Regions from separate parts of the Pan troglodytes genome. Here region 2 is linked to region 1. A link is a contact called in public capture Hi-C data. All regions are on one chromosome and are shown on one strand. The core of a region is the stretch at or near the end of the contact, and the rest is flanking DNA. Distances in the headings are between cores, read along the strand shown. Region 1 has its middle 180 kb from the start of UST. Region 2 has its middle 30 kb from the start of SUMO4.

Region 1 (4,823 bases), core at 1,600-4,099:
GTGATGGTTCATGCCTGTAATCCCAGCTACCCAGCTACTTGAGAGTCTGAGGTGGGAGGATAGGTTGAATCCAGGAGGCAGAGTCTGCAGTGAGCTGAGATCATGCCACGGCACTCCAACCTGAGCAACAGAGTAAGACTCTGTCTCAAAAATAAATAAATAAACCAGAAGCGGAAGTGTTCAAAACACAGATATTTTCATGTCACTTCAGAGTGGCTACAAATAGCCCATGATGTTATTTGTACTCATCACTACTTAGAAATGATGTAGCTATTGAACCCACTGCTAGATCTTGGTTTTTAGTGCGGTAATATAGAAGCACTTGTGTATTACAGTTCTCCAGAGGGGGTAAAAAAAATGTATGTGTACATATATGCATATGTATGTGTACATATATGCATATATATACACACATATTTTATATGTATATGTAAAATTTTATGTTATATATAATTATATTACCTATAATATACTTATATTTTATATTTTATATGCATATGTGCATATATAATATATACAATGTAAATATAATATTATATATTAATTATATAATTATATTATATATTATATAATATAATTATGTAATAATTATATTATATATTATATAATATAATTATGTAATAATTATATTATATATTATATAATATAATTATGTAATAATTATATTATATATTATATAATATAATTATGTAATAATTATATTATATATTATATAATTATGTAATAATTATATTATATATAATATAATTATGTAATAATTATATTATATATAATATAATTATGTAATAATTATATTATATATAATATAATTATGTAATAATTATATTATATATAATATAATTATGTAATAATTATATTATATATTATATAATTATGTAATAATTATATTATATATTATATAATTATGTAATAATTATATTATATATTATATTATATAATTATGTAATAATATAACATTTATATATTATATAATATATATTACTATAATATAATATAAATGTGTATCTATATCTATATCTATAGATATAGATATCTGCCCTATCCTGCTTATGCAAAGCAACATCCCAGAAGGCAGAACTAGAAGTTAGGGCAGAGTGGCCAAGGCTGGCAGGCACAGGCTGGAACACAGACCTAAAGTCCCCAGGCTGTACATTCCATTTTTGCTCAATTCCACTCTCCCTTGGGGTAGCCTCCTGAAAAAGGAAAAAAAAATAGGTGCTGGCGTACTTTCTTGTTGTGTACTTTTCATCCAACAAATACCTGTGGAGCCCTGGCACGGAGGAGGCGCTGCGCTGGTTGGTGGGGTAGGAATGATGCAGCATGTCAATTCTTGCTCCCTGGGAGCTCAGTCCAGGGAGGAGAACATCGACATGGGCACTAATGACAGTGTGGTGTGATGACTCCATAGGTGGCGAAGTCTATCCCGGGGTTATGGAAGCAGGGAGGCAGGAGAGCCCTTTCCTCCTGTTAAATAAGGACTCCACTTAAAAAAACACCAGGCAAAATGCATTAATGTTAAAATGAAACCCTGTCTAAACTTTGAGTTATTTTCCTTTTTAGGAATTTTATCCTGTATACATATATATGTGCATGTGTATTTGTGTTTGTGTGTGTCTGTGTCTGTGTATAAATAAAATAAGGTATTGTCTATCACAATCATGGAGGTCAAGAAGTCCCACAACCTGCCATCTTCAAGCTAGAGACTTGGGGAGCCTGGTGGTACAGTTCTGAGAACCAGGGGACCAATGGTGTAAGTTTCCACTGAAGGGTGAAGACAGATGTCTGTGCTCAACAGTCAGGCACAGCGAGCAAATTCCCCTTTCCTCCAGCTTTTTGTTGTATTCGGTCCCTCAATAGATTGGCTGATGCCCATCTGCAATGCTTTACTGAGGCTGCCATTCAATTCTAACCTCATCTGGAAACACCCTCACAGACATACCCAGAAATCATGTTTAGCCAGCTCTCTGGGCTCCCCATGATGCCATAAAGTTCACACATAGAATTAATCATCAAACTATATCACAAATTTGGTTTTGCTTTTTGTTTGTTTTGTTTCGTTTTGTTTTTTTGAGACAGGGTCTCACTCTGCCACCCAGGCTGGAGTGCAGTGGCGTAATCATAGCTCACTGCAGCCTCAAACTTCTGGGCTGAAGTGATCCTACCGTCTCAGCCTCCCAAGCAGCTAGGACTACAGGTGTGCACACCATGCCTGGCTAATTTTTTTAAAAAATTTTGTAGAGACGAGGTCTTGCGATGTTGTCGAGGACGGTCTTGAACTCCTGGCCTCAAGTGATCCTCCTGCCATGGCTTCCCAAAGTGCTGAGATAACAGGCGTGAGCCACAGCAACTGGCCACAAATTTGTTTTTTTAAAAAAAATTTACATTACTTTGTTTTGATTTCATTGGTTTCTTTGTAATTCTATGTATTTTAGACTATGCATATTAAAAACATTATTTTGAGAAAAGATACACAGGCTTCACCAGACAGTCAAAGAAGCTCATGGCACCAAAAAAATCTTCAGAACCCCCGTGGAGAACAGGTTTGCCATGTGGCCCCCCAGCCCTTGTTTGGCCACTTCCTTGGTGGAAACAAATCCTTCTCAAAATCATACATTCTGTTTTATATTCTTTAAATACATTGAAGGGAAGAAGGGGTGAGCTGGCTACCAATTTATTGCCCCTCTGCTCTAAATGGACTCTTTGTCGCTTACCCACCCTGAAGCCGAGCACTGTGAGTTTCTCCTTTGTGTGTGCATACAGGGCACTGGCGGGACCAATGCAGGAGGAAGGGGCTTCTCTTCCTAGCACCCAGCACGCTTCCTTTCCTTTCTCATTGCTCCTCCTGCACGGCTACCAGTGACATAGGAGGTGGGCATCCACTGGTACTCCCCGAACCAAGCTTCGGTGGCACCCTACAGTTCTTAGTGAGTTCCATGTCGCCCTTTCCTGCCTATCAGCCACAGCCCACGGGCACCAGCAGGAGGCTTTTGGAAGCTTCCTCTGCCAGCCTGAGAGAGGCAGTGGCTGTTTCCTGCCAGCTCAGCCCTGTGACTTGGACCAATTCTGACCTGGGTCAGTTCAGGAAACTAATCTATCATCCATCGGGTAGCAGCCACACCTTCCCAGTGAGGCCTGACTAGCAGTTTTGGGGAAGGAGGCTTCTGCAGTTGTTTTGTAGGGCTGGTGTAACAAAGTACCACGGACTGGGTGACTTAAACAACAAAAATGCATTGTCTTCCCATTCTGGAGGCTGCATAACTAAGTAGGAGGTATGGGCAGTGTTAGTTCCTTCAGAGGGCTGGGAGAGAGACTCTGCTCCTGCTTCTGGGGCTTTGCTGGCAATCTTTGGCATTCCTTGGCTTGTGGAAACATCCCGATCACTGCCTTCATCTGCACATGGTGTTCTTCTCCCTGTGTGCACGTCTGTGTCCACATTTCCTTCTTCCATAAGGGACACGAGTCATATTGGATTAGGGGCACACCCTGTTCCCACATGACCTTATCCTAACTTAATTAATTATATCCGTGATGGCTTCACTTCCAAATAAGGTCACCTTCTCAGTAGGACTTCAGTGCATGTATTCTGGGGGACACAAATTGGCCCCCCTTTGAAGTGTGTTTCTTCCTTCAGGACTCTCAGCCTTAGGCTATTCTTTAGCGGTGTTTTTGACCCCTTCACCGTTGACACCCTGGTCAGTAGGTGTTGTGTTTTACTCTAATTTGGTCTTGTGGTCTCTCTCAGGAGAGTGGCCACAAACTTTAGCCCTGCCCTTGAGGCGCTCCAGGGAACTTCATCATGGATGTTTACAGTGAGCCTTTCGTGGGGTACCTCTTTATTCTGGCAGACAGCCTAATGCTTAAATGTGTGACCCATGGCCAGGCGTCCCTCTCACAGAAAACCTGTTGATACTGGCAGGTCCCCTTGTGGCTCGTCTGACCAGTTTATTCCCACCAAGATGGCCGCTCTCTAGGAGAGCCCTGAGCAGGAGAGAAGTCAGGGGAGACACAGAAGAGGCAGTTGCACAGAGCCCATGAAGAAACAGAAGCAGTTCATCACATACTAATCCCAGACAAAACAGGGCACACTGAAGGGCACACTGCAAGGCCAACAGGAAGAAAGGGGCTCTGTCCATGACATGCAAGCTCAACTAGTGGGTGGGGCATGAGAGAGAGAGATTGGGATGTGTGGGATGAAGGTTTTATGAGGGTTCAGGGTGGTACCTACACATGTTCTACATGTTCAGGGCCATAGCGATGGCTGAGGCCCCCTCTCTAAGAGCTGAAAGTGTGATAGTGGACACTGAGAGGGGAGAAACATGTGTTAGTTAAGTGCTGTGGGACTGCTTTACCAAGAAGGTGACTCTTTTTTTTTTTTGAGACAGTCTCACTCTGTTGCCCAAGCTGTAGTGCAGTGGCACAATCTCGACTCACTGCAGCCTCTGCCTTGAAGGCTCAAGAAATCCTCCCACATCAGCCTCCCCAGTAATTGGGACTACAGGCTCACAGCACCACACTCAGCTAATTTTTTAATTTTTGGGGGGCCAGATGCGTTGTCTCACACCTGTAACCCCAGCACTTTGGGAGGCTGAGGTGGGTAGATTGCTTGAGTGTAGGAGTTTGAGAGCAGCCTGGGCAACATGGTGAGACCTTGTCTCTACTAAAAATTTAAAAAATTAGCTGAATGTGGTGACATGCGCCTGTGATCCCAGCTACTTCAGAGGCTGAGATAGGAGGATTACTTGAGCCCAGCGGGGTTGAAGCCACAGTGAGCCATGATTGCACCACTGCGCTCCAGACTGGGCGACAGAGCAAGACCCTATCTC
Region 2 (4,823 bases), core at 1,196-3,695, 860 kb after region 1:
TTTAAAAATTCAAAGCACGTAATGGCTAATGGTAGCATTTATAAAATCTGAGTAGCAGACGCATAGGTATATGTTATGACATTTTCTGCACTTTTATATGTTTAAAAACTTTTTTAAAGAAAGTTTGGGGGGCAAAAAGAATTTACATAATCCAGAGGGAATTTCACAGGAGAACTCACGGTGGGGACAAAGCCACGGGCAGGTGAGGGCAGAACGACCAGGAGGTTTGGTGAGAAAGTGGACGGGGGGGCATCGGGGGTGTTGCCCGCGACTGGTGAGGGTGGCCAGGTGGATGGCTGTGGCATTCGTGGATTTAGAGAACACAGAGAGCAGTGGGTACATGGGAGCAGTGCGATGCCAGGGGGACATCCAATAGAGCCATTGGGGTCAGCGGGCCCCTGAGGTGTGTTCCCAGGGAGAGGCAGCCACCTGTCAATGATGGTTCAAGCACAGAGTAAAATGGCCAATGGGAGAGGGCGAGACAAGAAGAGCCGCGCCGGCACTCACAGCCAGGCAGAGCAGGAGAAAGCGCTGGAAAAGGGAGAATTGGAAGCATCGCTACATCAAAACAGCCGAATTTTGAAAAAGGAAAAAGAGGAAAACGTTCACAACAGATAAAACAGACAAAAGACTGCTGTTCTGAATAGGTATAGTGTTCTTACCGTTAATAAATTTAAAACACCAAGATTCTGATCACCAAGTGGGTAAAATACTTGAATAGATGATTCACCAAAGAGGAATTAAACGTGTTAGCAATCCTATGGGGAAAAAAAGTTAAAGAAATGAACTTGAAGCTTTTCACCTGTCATGTTGCTGGTGTGGTGCTGATGACAGTGGTTTGGGGGATTGTTTTAATGGTCTTGCTGGTGAAGAAGTGATGACTTGCATTGCTGGTGATGGTGATGGTATACAATTGCACGGCTTTCAAGAAAGCAGCTTGGGAACAGGCATCGGAGGCCTTAAAATATCACATAATTTGCTTGCATCTAACTGGGTCAATTTATGCCAAAGGTATTTTTATTTATAATAGCAAAAAAAAAAAGAGACATAATGTGCAATAAGTTTAGTCTCTCCACTGGGGAAAATGTAGTTCCCACAGATCATCCTTACAGAGTTTATAATAAGATGAGGAAATGCTCATGTTATTATAAAGAGACAGAGTTTCACTCTTTTGCCCAGGCTGGAGTGAAGTGGCGCGATCTCGGCTCACTGCAACCTCCGCCCCCCACCGGGTTCAAGTGATTCTCCTGCCTCAGCCTCCCAAGTACCTGGGATTATAGGCCCCCACCACCGTGCCTGTCTAATTTTTGTCTTTTTAGTAGAGAGGGGTTTTGCCATGTTGCCCAGGCTGGTCTCGAACTCCTGACCTCAAGTGATCCACCCGCCTCGGCCTCCCAAAGTGCTGGATTACCGGGGTGAGCCACCATGCCCGGCCATAATATTATTTTTAAAAACAGAATTTTTTTGGTCAGTGCTAAAGGAGAAAATTAACTGGTTTATCCCATAAGCAAAGATGAAAGAGAAAAATGTAATGATCTCAATAGATGTAGATAAAGCATTCAGGGAATTCAAAGTTTATTCACACACAAAAAAATACACCAATAACAGACTGTGAAGAAAAAAGAACCCATTCATAATAACAATAGTGGTAGAAATCTACATGGTACTCAGAAATAATTTTAATAAAGTATGCACCCATACATTTGTAAAGAAAATTACAAATCATTATTAAAAGAAATAAAACATTAATGTAAACATGGCAAGGTGTTAAAATTCAAGTCAGGCAGCCACTTTGGGAGGCCAAGGCAGGAGGATCACTTGAGCTCAGGAGTTTGAGACAGGCCTGGGCAACATGGCCAAAAATACAAAAAAATTAGCCAGGTGTGGTGGTGCGCACCTGTGGTCCCAGCTACTCAGAAGGCTGAACAGGAGAATCACTTGAACCTGGAAAACAGAGGCCGCAGTGAGCCAAGATCATGCCACAGCACTCCAGCCTGGGCAACAAAGTAAGACTCCATCTCAAAAACAAAACAAAACAAAAAATCAGGCATTTGTTGCAATAGTCATACATACACATAATTTTATGTATGTTCAAAATAGTTTATTATGAATTTTAAATGAAAATATATTTAATTTGCCTTAGCTGTTACATCTTCCATCACAAAGAGCTGTAACTGCCAGGGCGCAAGTGCACGTGTTTTTTCCTGTGTTTTATCATCATCATCCTCAGCTCTTCACTGGTTACTGGCCTGGGGCTCCGAGCTGCTAGGCTTGTGGGAACCCCATGACAGGGGAGAGGGCCAGTGGCAGTTCCACCGGCAGCGGGGTCAGATTTGTCGCCAACCCAGGTCAATGCTTGTTGTGCTACAACGGCGCCACCTAATGGTTGGTGCTGGTTCTGACATGCGTCCCTGGGTCTGAAGGGACACCACCAGCTGTGTTGGGCAGCCTGTTTCTAGCCACTCTGTGTAAAGAGAATAAAGGATTCAGGACTGGTGCGGATTACAGTTGATCAGCTCCTTTCTCAGCTGAAGCAGACCAACGCCTTCCCCTCCAGAGAATTTCGACTGTGCTTTTCCCCTCTGCCTTCCAGACGTTAAGGGAGTGGAGTCCTATGTTCTGGAGGGCTCCCTCCCGGCATCCTTGCCAACACTATCGCAATGTTTGAAGCTCTTTAAAAATCATGCCTCAAACCCACATTTGAAGTGAGATTTGAGGGGGAGAACTATTTCTGTAGTCGGATAGGAAAAAACCGCATGGAATGGGAACATACTTTTTTCCATTTCAAAGCGAGTTGGTCAGTGATGCTATATAAATGTGTTGGGGTGGTTTTTAGAAATCATGGAATGTTAGGGCTGGACAAGACCTTAGAGATATGTTACTAATTCCTCACAAGGCATTTGAATGTCGAAACGTCCAAGAATGTACGTGTGAAACTAAGAACAAAATTGACCCAATAATACTATATACTAAAATTACTGAATTTTACTAAATATACTAAAATACTAAATACTAGTATTTCTAGCATTACACACACGTGTTCCCACACCATGCGATGAGGCGTACCTTTCTCCTTCCACGTCGTTTATCAGTTCTCTACATCTGCACAACAATAGACCACTAACGAAGCTGACTGCTTACTTGTATTGACAGTGAAATCATCAACAGCCTGAGTACTTTGTGCTTCAAAATTACTGAAAAGCAGGCCAGGCACAGTGGCTCCAACCTGTTATCCCAGCACTTTGGGAGGCCGAGGTGGGAGGATCACCTGAGGTCAGGAGTTCGAGACCAGCCTGGGCAACATGGCGAAACCTCGTCTCTACTAAAAATACAAAAATTAGCCAGGCGTGGTGGCACATGCTTGTAATCCCAGATACTCGGGAGGCTGAGGCAGGAGAATCACTTGAACCTGGAAGACAGAGGTTGCAGTGAGCCAAGATGATGCCACTGCACTCCAGCCTGGGCGACAGAGTGAGACTCTGTCTCAAAATAAAATAAAACAAAATAAATAATAAAATAATAAACATTAAATTACTGAAAATCTGTATCTTCATGGAGCAACAGTTGTGTCGCAGAGGCTGCAGAGCATCCCCTAGTCACTTCCTTCAATTAGTTTTATGATGTACTTGGATAACAATGTCATGATAATTGCCAGCATTTTGTGCAGTAATTCTGTCAAGCACTGCACTTGGGGCTGTATTTACAGTAGCTCGTTTAGTCTTCTTGATGATCCAATATGTCAGATATTCTTCGCACTCTTTTTACTGATGAAAAAATTGAGGTTCAGAGAAGCTAAGATGCTTTCCTAAGGACACACAGCAGGTGGTAGGAGGTAGAGCTGAGATCAGCAGCTAGGCTGCCTGAGGCCAAGGCGGGCTTAGCCACAAAGCAACAGGTAGCAAAGAAGCTCTGTCCCATCACTGCTCACAGGTGTAATGGAGAGATCCCTGGATTGGTCCCTGTCCTTCATAGTTGGAACCCAATACTTATCAGCTGAAGGATCTCAGACAAGTCACCCCGTGAGCCTCAGTTTATCCATAAAATGGGACTTATAATCTACCTCACAGCACCATGAATTAATATGAAAAGTACATAATACAGTACATGGAAATTTGCTTGATGAATGCCAACATGCCACACAAATGTAAGTTGTCTGTATTACAATATATTTCCCTCCTAGTTTTAGTTAACCATTTTTGGAAGCTTGTTTTTTGCAATGACTATCCTTACTCAGCAAAGCTTCTGAAATGTTTCTTATTTACGATCTTATGAAATGTTTGTGTGCACACTGTGTGATCATCTAGCAAGTCAGTCATTCTTGGCTACTATTTAAAAGTCAAAAAATAAAAGATGCTGGCAATGTTGCAGAGAAAAGAGAACGCTCATACACTGTTGGTGGGAATGTAAATTATTCAGCCCCTGTGGAAAGCACTTTGGAGATTTCTCAAAGAACTAAAAATACAACTACCATTCACCCCAGCAATCCCATTCCTGGGTATGTACCCAAAGGAAAATACATTGTTCTACCAAAAAGACACCTGCACTCGCATGTTTATTGCAGCACTGTCCACAACAGCAAAGCCATGGACTCCACCTAGGTGCCCATCAGTGGAGGACTGGATAAAGAAAATGGGGCTTCCCTTTGCAGCAACATGGATGCAGCTGCAGACCATTATCCTAAGTGAATTATCACAGAAACAGAAAACCACTTACAAGTGGGAGTGAAACCATAGGTATACATAGACGTAAAGATGTAAACAACAGACCGGGCGCGGTAGCTCAGGCCTGTAATCCCAGCACTTTGGGAAGCCGAGGTAGGAGGA

What was found. Capture Hi-C pulls out chosen DNA fragments and counts their contacts.
Region 2: a capture Hi-C map of stem cell-derived neural stem cells shows a contact between it and region 1, with 5 times the contacts expected there. The contact joins two enhancer-like sites. A contact is called at or near these places in 2 of 7 Hi-C or Micro-C datasets (induced pluripotent stem cells and stem cell-derived neural progenitor cells) and 1 of 1 other capture datasets (stem cell-derived neural stem cells).

Annotation. Positions count from the first base shown.
Region 1 is chr5:160,476,317-160,481,139 of NHGRI_mPanTro3-v2.0_pri, forward strand. No RefSeq gene overlaps it. Among named protein-coding and RNA genes, the nearest start is that of UST, 180 kb to the right of the region's middle. Within about 2 kb of position 2,850, at least 1 of the 24 cell types and tissues checked has an H3K27ac peak or open chromatin away from gene starts, as enhancers often do. A contact at or near this core is called in stem cell-derived neural stem cells, where this site is marked.
Region 2 is chr5:161,341,291-161,346,113 of NHGRI_mPanTro3-v2.0_pri, forward strand. No RefSeq gene overlaps it. Among named protein-coding and RNA genes, the nearest start is that of SUMO4, 30 kb to the left of the region's middle. Within about 2 kb of position 2,446, at least 7 of the 24 cell types and tissues checked have an H3K27ac peak or open chromatin away from gene starts, as enhancers often do. A contact at or near this core is called in stem cell-derived neural stem cells, where this site is marked.